Regions from separate parts of the Mus musculus genome. Here regions 1 and 2 are each linked to region 3. The links are chromatin contacts, called in public HiChIP or PLAC-seq maps. All regions are on one chromosome and are shown on one strand. Each heading gives the region's core, a stretch centred on a gene start, on an enhancer-like site or on the middle of the called end of the contact. The rest is flanking DNA. Distances are from core to core; before and after follow the strand shown. Region 1 has its middle 37 kb from the start of Slc22a5. Region 2 overlaps Slc22a4 (solute carrier family 22 (organic cation transporter), member 4). Region 3 overlaps Gm12223 (a long non-coding RNA gene).

Region 1 (3,622 bases), core at 582-3,081, 250 kb after region 3:
AGGCTATAAAGTACATGTGACACCCCCCTGAGGATGGATAGTACTGATTGGGAGCTAAAGGACTAGGAAGAGAATCTAAGATAAAATAAGCATTCTGGGTACTTGGGTGAGGTCTGGCTCTACAGATAGCAAAGGTCACTGGGTCGTTAAGAATATCATCTCCCAGGCTTCTGGATGGAAAACAGGTATTTATTTCCTACTCTGAGGAGACACCCTTGAGTGATGAACGTTCCTGGTTTCTCCAGCGTTTGTTTGTGAGCATGAGGAGTCATAGGGTCAGAGTCTGTGATGGTTGACCAAAGGCATGCTGGCAGGAATAGCTCTGAGCTCTCATCTTGACCCATAAGCAGGAGTAATAATGCAAGTCCTTTGAAACACCAGCCCCAGTCCCCTATTACACACACCTCTAACCCTCTAAGCCTTCCCAAATGGTTCCACCAACTGGAGACAACATATTCAAATGTATGATCCTGTAAGGAACCACTCTCATTCAAACCACCACAGCTGGCATGATTGCCCTATGACATAAAATGGCCTTTATCTGAGCCCGTGACTTTAAAAATCTGAAACCCCATCCTCCCTGAAGTTCCCGAATCTTGGTTTCTATCAACATTGTCCACCCTGCCCTTCCTTACTCCCAGGACACACCCTGAAATTGCTACTCAGGGCACAAGGCAAAGGCCTTCTTTTGTGGTACTTGAATGCTTAGTCACCAGGGAATCGAACTCTTTGATAGGATTAGAAGGACTGGGTGTGGCCATGTTGGAGAAAAAGTGTCACTGGGGTTGAACTTTGAGGTTTCAAGAGTGCAGTTCACTTGCTCTCAGCTGCTGCTACACCACCATTCTTACATCATGCTCCCCACCATGATGATGGACCAAGCAAACCCTCAATTAAATGCTTTCTTTTATAAGAGTTACCTTGTTTGTGCTGTCTCTTCCCAGCAATAGAACAGTGACTAGAACTCCAACTTCCAGGTAATACTGTAACAAATGGATGTTGGGCTCAGGTATAGCTCATTGGTAAAATCCTTGCCAGGCATTCACAGGTTCAATCCCCAGCTCTGGAAAGAGACCCCATCTCAAAAAGGCAAATGTTGAAGAGAGCAGAAATGCTAATACTGCCCATTGTTTTGAACAGGAACTGAAATCCTGAGCAAGTCGGTTCGCATCATCTTCTCCACATTAGGAGTCTGTACATTTTTTGCAATCGGCTACATGGTCCTGCCACTGTTTGCATACTTCATCAGAGACTGGAGGATGCTGCTGCTGGCCCTGACACTGCCTGGGCTATTTTGTGTCCCCCTGTGGTGGTGAGTACAACCGCCATTCCCAGCCAGCCCTCTGCCTGGTGCCAGGCAAGCACCCCAGAGTTAAGCCCACTGTTCACCTAGCTGCTTCTGCCTGCTCTCTGCTGCAGCTTGCCCTGCTGCCTCCAAACTTCCAGCACTCTGCATCTCAGTGACTGGGCATGTGCACTGTAGGAAGCCTGTCTCAGACTTCTTCCAGATACTTCCCACTCCAGTCTCCTCCTGCCCATGTATTTCCATGTGGTCTGTGGAGCTGGTACTGCTGGGTTGTGTCTTTAACTCTGTGCTCAGTTTTGAGCACTTTCCTTTCTTTAGAAATCCTCTTTCTCTATTCAACCACAGTACAGACAAGTTCCAGCTACCCACAAGTTCCAGATCTGTGGATTCGAAGAACCAGAAAAAAAGTGCCCTGAGCGTGTTCAGGCTGGTTTTCTTGTTATTCCCTAAACACTACATACACTACAGCCACTCTTACACCATTTCTGCATCGCATTAGGTATTGAGAAACTGGTGGTAGGTAGATCAGGGAAAGAATGCATGCTTGGCATACCAGGGCCCATGTCCAGCAAACTATCTCAAAGGAAGTGTTATACATTATGCTGAATTTGTAAGTGTACTGGCTAGTTTTGTGTCAACTTGACACAGCTGTAGTTACCACAGAGAAAGGAGCTTCAGTTGAGGAAATGCCTCCATGAGATACAACTGTAAGGCATTTTCTCAATTAGTGATCAAGGGGGAAGGGCCCCTTGTGGGTGGGACCATCTCTGGGCTGGCTGCCTTGGATTCTATAAGAGAGCAGACTGAGCAAGCCAGAGGAGGCAAGCCAGTAAAGAACATCCCTCCATGGCCTCTGCATCAGCTCCTGCTCCCTGACCTGCTTGAGTTCCAGTCCTGACTTCCTTTGGTGATGAACAGCAGCATGGAAGTGTAAGCCGAATAAACCCTTTCCTCCCCAACTTGCTTCTTGGTCATGATGTTTGTGCAGGAATAGAAACCCTGACTAAGACAAATTGGTACCAGCAGAGTGGGGTATTCCTGTGACAATCTGACCATGTTTTGGGGAGGACTGTGGAAGGACTTTGGAACTTTGGGCTTGAAGATCCATCCGTTGTTAAGAGCTCTGTCGGATGTCGTGTAGGAGCTTGGAAGATAATGTTGAGAACACTGCAGAAGATGGAGCTCTGGTTTGTGAAATTTCAGAGGGAAAATTAAAGGCTTTTTAGGGCCATTGCTGTTTTGATTGTGAAGATTCTGTAGTTCTGGTTAGCTGGGGCTGAAGAATCAGCTGTGATTAACAAGATACCAGAACTACTAAAGCAAAAACTTTGCATTACTGGGACTATTGATACTGGTTAGCTGGAGCTAAGAAATTAGCGGTGATTAAGAAGAGACCAGCATCATTGAGGTGACATCTTCTGGGAAGTGTTTTCTGAAAGCACAAAGAGGCTGTGTTCCAGAGATGGCCAAGGTTGTACTCCTGCTGCAGCGGGACTTGGTAATATGTAAGGGTCACCCAGGTGGTACTGGTTTTGAAGGCATGAACGGGTCACGCAAAGCAGCTGAGGCTCGGCACCGTGAGAGGCCATGGAAGGCCATTGGTGAAGGTGCAGGCGCAGTTGCAATTGAAGGCCCAGGACTGAAGGGGTCATGCAGTGTTTTGGAGATGCCAGTACCATGAGATGACCACCAAGAGCAGCAGCAGCAGTGGGGTACAGGCATCTGGAGCCTAGAGGATGACGCGTGTGCTACAAAGGGCATGGCTGGAGAAGTGACCCAAGCCCTTGGAGGAGCCCAGAAGATCATGAGTTGGATCCCAGACATTGGACAGTTGGATATTGATTTTTGCTTTGATTGTGACTGTGCCCTGATATTTTCCCTCTTGAAGGAAGAAACTGTTTTAGTGGAGCCCACAGTTAAGAGACTTTTAATTGTAAAAAGAGTTTGGATTTTAAAAGAGATGGATATTTTAAAGAGATTGAAAATTTAAGAATATGTAAAGACTGTGGGACATTTAAAGTTATTTAGATCTTGGGGATGAATAAGAATGTAAGGGTTGAGGCTTACTAGTGATGTGTTTGTGTGTCAAGTTGACAAGGGGTCAATTGTACTGGCTAGTTTTGTGTCAACTTGACACAGCTGTAGTTACCACAGAGAAAGGAGCTTCAGTTGAGGAAATGCCTCCATGAGATACAACTGTAAGGCATTTTCTCAATTAGTGATCAAGGGGGAAGGGCCCCTTGTGGGTGGGACCATCTCTGGGCTGGCTGCCTTGGATTCTATAAGAGAGCAGACTGAGCAAGCCAGAGGAGGCAA
Region 2 (3,575 bases), core at 546-3,045, 180 kb after region 3:
ACCCCCTCATTATGAAAGGAGGTGAGGTAGTATACCCACAGCATAATAAACACAAAGTCCTATAATACTTAGAACAAGCATTTTAGTTGGCCCCAAATTATCACAGTCTTTTCCCATTGTTCCAGCTTAACTATTGATCGTGCTCTATCATAGAGGTCGAATAGCCTTTCCTACACCTGGCTATGTAGTTCTGATTGCTCTCAGGAGTTTGTGACTCACTGGCCTTAGCCGTGTTATGTTGTGTTAGCCAAATACATGCACACCCTCTGTCAGGTTGCCAAGGTGGAATTGTCCAAATTCCATTCCTTTAATTATTGGTGAATGGCCTCTTGCCACGGGCCCAGCCTCGTGTCTGAGGGAAGAGGACTCACAGGAAGGGATAGTGCAAGCAGGAGACACAGGGTTCCGCGTGGCTCAATAAGCAGCCCTCCATTAAGCAGGCCCTGGCATGAGGAGCGAGGTTCTCAGCCTTCCGAGGAGGATGAGGAGAGCGACAGGAGTTTTTCTGAGGTTATCTGTGAAGATGCACACATGTTCTCAGGAGACAGAGACAGGAGAATGATCAGTTTTAGGATAGCCTGGGCTATGTAGCAATACCATGTCTCTTAAAAGCAAAACAACAACAACACTTCACCATAACAAATATTATTATGTCTGTAGAGAGCAGAGACGTTTGTGTAGAAAGAAAAGAGCTGCAAGCAGTAAGTGATGTAAGACCTGGGAAGGGTGGGACGTGAGGGTCCCTCTGGATGGGAGGACAAAGTCAGAGCAGCCCCGGCTGGGAGCAAGGAGTGGTCTATGCCAGACAGCCTCATCCTCTGATGCATTTTACTTATTTAACTTGTGTCTGTCTGTCTGTCTGTATGTATGTATGTATGTATGTATGTATGTATGTCTCTATGTGTCTGTGTTTGTCTATCTGTGTGTCTATCTGTCTGTCTCTGTGAGTGTTTATGTATGCATAAGTATGAGCTCAGGAGTGTGGGCAGGTTAATGCAGAGGGAAACACTGGATGTCCTTCACAATTGCTCTCTGCCTATTTTTCTAAATGAATGTTTATTTTGTATGAGGAAAGGGGGTGCATGCAAGCCATAGCACACGGGTGAAAAGCAGAGAACTAGTGGGACTTCATTTTCTCCTCCCACCACGCTGGGCCCTGGGAGTCAACTCAGCTGACCAGGACTGGCACTGAGCCAGCCAGCTGGCCATTCACCTTATTCTTTGGCATAAACTTACATTAAACTTGGAGCTCTCAGGTAACTTACCCCAGAGGCCTCCTGTCTCTGTCCCATCAGCACTGGGTTCTCAGGCGTGTTCCACAGTGCCCAGCTCTTTTAAGCGGGTCCTGGGCATTTGAGCTCACATCCTCATCCTTGTACTGCAAGCACTTTATCCACAGGCCCAGCCACCCAGCAGCAGCCCCAGCCCCCTCAAGTACCACAGCTCTGGCACTGCCTTCCACAACCCTCCTTCCCACGTGGCCATGGCCTCGAGTGCAGGGTAGAGAAGAAGAGGGCCAGGTCAAGGGTGGGCAGGAGCTTAGGTGTGTCAGGCCAACAGTTAACAGAGAAGACTGCACTCACAGGGCTCGCTGTCTGCTTGGGTCCACCCTTCTCATTCTAGCGGGCTCGGAGGGAAACTGCTAACATTAGGTTCTGGGATAACACTTGTGTTACGATCTTAGGTCTGAAGGCCTGAAAGTGTCGCTGAAAACTGATCTGTCCCAGAACAGATGGCATCCCAGGCACTTCTACAGGGGAGGAGGACTTTGTGGAAAGACAGACATGGTGGCTGCTGGTTTTCCTGCAGCACAGCAGTGCCCTCTGGTGTTTCACGAGTAAAACAGCTACTTTCCAGGCTTCTGTTGGTTTTCTTTTCCTTGAAGCCAGATTTGAACCTAACAGATTTTCATTTGAGAAGTTCCCTGAACTTTGATCTTCCCAGCTCTGGGAATCTGGATGCTTGGGATGGTAAAATGTTCATCCTGGGGATTAATCTCTGTGTTGATTCCAGAACCTGAATTGTTCCCAAAGCAGTACAGGAATGAGCCTTCTTCTAGGCTGCTCTTAAAAACCTCACTAGGCTTGCAAGAGTCTTAGGATAGTACAAAAGGCCAACTAAACTCATGCTCCTCAGAGCAACACACACAGGATACACCTCCCAGGGTGGGGGAAGTGAGACTCAAAATCAGGGTCATTGACCCTCTCACCCCAGCTTTCTAGGCCCTGTGTTAGTCTCAGGCATAGCACCCTCAACCTGCCTACAGACTGCTGGGTAAGATGCCAGCAGTGGATCTCCTTCATCCCCTGTAAAGAACCGCTTCTCAGCAAGGGAGGGCTTGGTGGAAGGATGGACCTGGTGGCTGCGGGTTTTCCTGCAGCGCAACAGCGCCCTCTGGTTCTCTGTCTTCAGAAAACCTAACCACCTCCTGCCTTGACTGAGCTCACTAATTCAGTATTTTTCAGACTTCTAACATCAACACCCAACCACGACCCCACCCCACCCCTGCCATCCTTGCTGTAGCTTCTCTTTAGACATGTTTAAAGCTCATTTGATCCAATCCATATGTTTCCCTTTCAATGAGCATACACTTGATGGCATGTTCTATAACTTTGGCTACCAGGGATCTCAGTCATATTTGAGATTTAACTACATCAATTACATGGCTTTTTATCAGCCACCTATTTTGTATTGTTTTTCACTAATTTATTAATGTACATATCTTTTTGTATTAAGGATCAAACCAAGGGCTTCTTGCATGCACTGTATAACTAAGCTATACTCCAACCTTTAAATGCTTTAAACTTGAAATATAAATTTGTCCTGGCCTATTTGAATGAAATAGCATAGCCAAATACCATAGGCTAGCTTATCTCAAAAACCCAGATCTCATTTTCTGTGTCGTGGCAGCAGAAGTTGGAGTCCCCCAACCACACTGTATCTCCAGTCAGGAAGCAGAGAAATGAATGCTTGTGCCCACCTGGCCTTCTCTTTTTTATTCAGCCCAGCACCCTCTCCCATACCCTGGCTCCACCCACATTTATGGGGACCTTTCTCCCCAGTTAAGTCGATCTAGAAACCTGATGAGGTAATTTGTTAAATCTGCTCTATCTCCTGGCAGGTACACACACACTTCTCACCACCTGCCCTTATGTTCTGGATCCCAGATGGAAACACACACACACACACACACACACACACTTTATATTTTAATATGGTATAACTAGCTTAATGGTTAGGCCACTTCTGAACCTCCATGTGGCTAACACACTCCCCTCCAATATTCCTGAGTTAACACACTTACTAAATCTGTATTTTATCCTTGCTGCCCTGGACCCTTCTGGGGTCCTCCAGGGGCTGCTTTCCCCTTTGCATCTACATTTCAGCCGTCTCTCCCTCCTGCACTTTCCCGGTGTGGTCTCCTACACCCTTGTCATGGTGGGATGCCCTCTTCCTTCTCTTCTGCATTTCTTGTCCAGGAATCCTAAAGGCCCCACCTCTGTCTCCCTGCCCATCCATTGGCTGCTGGCAACTTTATTTCCCAGTCAGAGCCAACTGGGGACAGGGACCCTCAG
Region 3 (3,372 bases), core at 767-3,266:
TGAAAGTACAAGACCAATAACAACAACAGGTTACTAAAGAAACTTAGAGTTGACTATTCTGCCATTGGTGGAATGGCGGTGAGGTAGAATTCAGCTCAGCCGTGGGAATAGTAAGATACTGTTGCACATGACATTCCTGTGTGCGGGATTTGTTTCTGCTGCATTTTATTATTCCCATGCACAGGGGAGGTCAATAGCTCGGAGTGGGATGAACAGGGATATACAGAACGGATGTTTGAGGAGGAGATTTAATTTTTTTTTTAGTCAAAGGGCGTGAAAGATGACTCAGTGGTTAAGAGCACTTGTTGCTCTTGCAGAAGACATAGGTACAATTCCCAGCACTCTCATGGAGGCTCACAACTGCCCATAACTCCAGTGCCCTCTTCTAGTCTCCACGAGCACTTCATGCACATGGAACACATACTTACATGCAGGCAAAACACTCATAGACATAAAATTACATGCACACACACACATGCGCACACACATGCACACATATACACACACACACGCACACATACACACATATGTGCACACACTCACATACACACACACACACACACATACACACACACAGACACACACACATGAATTGACTGGAGCTGGCACCCATTAATAATCAGTCATTATTGACCATTATAAAACATGTGGGGGAAAAAAACCCAACCTTTTATGTGTCAGAGAAAATCATCAGGAAAGGATTCAGCACAGAGGAAGAGCACTGTACCACCAACAACAACCCACATACTGCCAACCTCCCACGTACTGCCAAACCCCCACGTAGCAAGGGCTCTGAGTAGTTATTTTTCAAAGATATACAAGTGACCAATAAGTACATGAAAAGATACTCAGCCCTCTTAACCATCAGGAAAATATAAATCTAAACCGCAGGATACAGGATGAAGCAGGGGCTGGAGACACGGCTTAACATTAAAAGTACTGCTTCGCTTGCAGAAGACCCAAGTTCAGTTCCCAACACCCACTCATGTAAGGCAGTTTACAACTGCCTACAACGCCTGCTCCAGGTGATCTGATGCCTCTTCTGGCCTCTGTGAACTTTGCACGCATGTGTGCATCCCTTCACAGACATACACATACACAAACACATACACATACACATACACATACACATACACATACACATACACATACACATACACATACACATACACATACACATACACATAGTTTTTTAAGAAATAATAAAATTACATAGCAGGAGAGTGTTGGTAAGAACAGGAGGAAGTAGGAACATTTAAACATTAAGATGAAACTTCTAGTCGGTTAGATGAAAGAGACCCTTGAACAGATAATATCATCAGAGAAAGCCACCAGCTACCTACCAAGTTAAACAGGACCTCTTCCACCTAGAAATAGAACTTCATGTTGACTAAGATCAATTTCCCCAGATCCTTGGCCAATACTAATACCCAAAAGGAGAGTCAAATTGAGACTTTCACTAAGCAAAATGCACAGGGAAATGGGAAAAATGACCAAAGCAACTGCTGATTTAATTATATCATCCATTGCCAGTGAACTGGTCACTTGACAGGGTAAAGGAATGGTTTCTTGAAGCTTTGGGTAAGATATCAGCTTGAAGATTGTGTTCTGCAAAGTCAGGATCCTCTTCTAGGCTGCATCATACATCCCAAACCAATAAGCATAGCATGAAGAATGCATGGGTCTGGAAACTGATGAGTGGAAATAGAAATGACCCCTCTGTGTGCTGGAGTGACTCATCGGAAGAGTGTTTCCTCTCCCTCCATCGCTAGACAAATGCACTAGCTAAGGGTAGCCATCTAACCATGCATGGGTGTTTACCCTTAGGTGTAATTAAAGATTCAGTTCCTCATTCATACTTGGCACATTTCAAGCGTTCAATGGCCATATGAAAAAGTAGCAAGAATGTTGGACAGCGCAGAAGATTTCCATTGTTGCAAAACATCCTACCAGACTGCACTGTTCTACCGGCCTGGATCCCAGAGGGAAATGCTTGCATCAGAGGAGCCTGACTGGGACTTCTCAGCGGAATTTAAACTATGCCTATTGCCCTGTCACGTTGAGCTCCTCATGTTTGCAGACCAGCAGGAAACACAGAATCGCTGCTGCCAAAAGTCCTCAGTTCTAACCAAGAGGCGATCATGATTTTGTTACATAGTGACAGGGTAGAGTGTGGCTTTAGGTGACTTACCGGGGACTCATAGAACTCCCTGCAAAACTTTAGTAGCAAGTGAGCAAGTGTGTTGCTCATGCTTTCAGAAGACATTATTGAATGGGGCTCAGAATCCTTAAAGATGGTTTGGGTCAGGTACCCTAATGAGTGGATCCCTGAGACTCAAAGTCCAAATAGATAGATTGTGGTACTTCGATTACTGCTCCAAAGTCCATGGAACTCCGATACATCTGAAACTCCCAACTTCAAAAAAATAGGTGATTAGGATTTTCTTTGGAGCTGAGATAAAAGGATGGACCATCTAGAGACTGCCGCACCCGGGGATCCATCCCATAATCAGCCTCTAAATGCAGACACCATTGCATACGCCAGCAAGATTTTGCTGAAAGGACCCTGATATAGCTGTCTCTTGTGAGGCTATGTCGGTGCCTGGCAAACACAGAAGTGGATGCTCACAGTCAGCTATTGAATGGAACACAGGGTCCCCAATGGAGGAGCTAGAGAAAGTACCCAAGGAGCTAAAGGGGTCTGCAACCCTATAGGTGGAACAACAATATGAACTAACCAGTACCCCCGGGAGCTCGTGTCTCTAGCTGCATATGTAGCAGAAGATGGCCTAGTCAGCCATCATTGGAAAGAGAGGCCCCTTGGTCTTGCAAACTTTATATGCCTCAGTACAGGGGAACACCAGGGCCAAAAAGTGGGAATGGGTGGGTAGGGGAGTTGGGGGGGGAGGATATGGGGGGGCTTTTGGGATAGCATTGGAAATGTAAATGAAGAAAATACCTAATTTTAAAAAAAGAGCATTCATATAAAAAAAGAAAAAAAAGACACTGTGTAGATATTGGAAACTGTATGTAGTATAGAAACTTTTATGTGTACATATACATAGTCTGAATATATTTCTTCACAGTTACACAACTATGACAAAATTGAATTTATAATGAACTCAGTAATTAATATAAAATGGTTAATAATTTTAAAATATAATAAGAATATATAAGTATACTATTAAAATTAACATAAATTTTTAAAAAAGGATTTTCTATTGTTTTGTTCCTGCAACTATGGAGAAGATATGTAGCTAAATATGCAATATTTAATATGAATATATAACTAAAGCAGGAAGGGCTGCTTCCAAACATTATGTTGATCAGGCTTTGCCTTCCTCATGCTTTTGTGCCTGATTGACATCCAGC

What was found. HiChIP or PLAC-seq counts read pairs in DNA pulled down with a chosen protein or histone mark.
Region 1: a contact with region 3 is called in a CTCF HiChIP or PLAC-seq map of the NIH/3T3 cell line, with 7 read pairs. The contact joins two enhancer-like sites. A contact is called at or near these places in 1 of 15 datasets of contacts at CTCF or cohesin (the NIH/3T3 cell line) and 1 of 484 Hi-C or Micro-C datasets (nephron progenitors).
Region 2: a contact with region 3 is called in a FOXA1 HiChIP or PLAC-seq map of pancreatic cancer cells. The contact joins two enhancer-like sites. A contact is called at or near these places in 1 of 15 datasets of contacts at CTCF or cohesin (the NIH/3T3 cell line), 20 of 484 Hi-C or Micro-C datasets (CD8 T cells, the CH12 cell line, LSK cells and 9 more), 1 of 115 datasets of contacts at active chromatin or transcription factors (pancreatic cancer cells) and 1 of 9 other capture datasets (adipose tissue).

Annotation. Positions count from the first base shown.
Region 1 is chr11:53,926,995-53,930,616 of GRCm38.p6, reverse strand. It overlaps the pseudogene Gm12220. Among named protein-coding and RNA genes, the nearest start is that of Slc22a5, 37 kb to the right of the region's middle. Within about 2 kb of position 1,831, at least 11 of the 459 cell types and tissues checked have an H3K27ac peak or open chromatin away from gene starts, as enhancers often do. A contact at or near this core is called in the NIH/3T3 cell line, where this site is marked.
Region 2 is chr11:54,001,126-54,004,700 of GRCm38.p6, reverse strand. The region is part of intron 3 of Slc22a4 (solute carrier family 22 (organic cation transporter), member 4); the gene reads left to right. Among named protein-coding and RNA genes, the nearest start is that of Slc22a21, 23 kb to the right of the region's middle. Within about 2 kb of position 1,795, at least 59 of the 459 cell types and tissues checked have an H3K27ac peak or open chromatin away from gene starts, as enhancers often do. A contact at or near this core is called in adipose tissue and pancreatic cancer cells, where this site is marked.
Region 3 is chr11:54,180,500-54,183,871 of GRCm38.p6, reverse strand. All of the region lies in intron 3 of Gm12223 (a long non-coding RNA gene), which reads right to left. The region is part of intron 2 of 4933405E24Rik (RIKEN cDNA 4933405E24 gene); the gene reads left to right. Among named protein-coding and RNA genes, the nearest start is that of 4933405E24Rik, 31 kb to the left of the region's middle. Within about 2 kb of position 2,016, at least 46 of the 459 cell types and tissues checked have an H3K27ac peak or open chromatin away from gene starts, as enhancers often do. A contact at or near this core is called in the NIH/3T3 cell line, adipose tissue and pancreatic cancer cells, where this site is marked.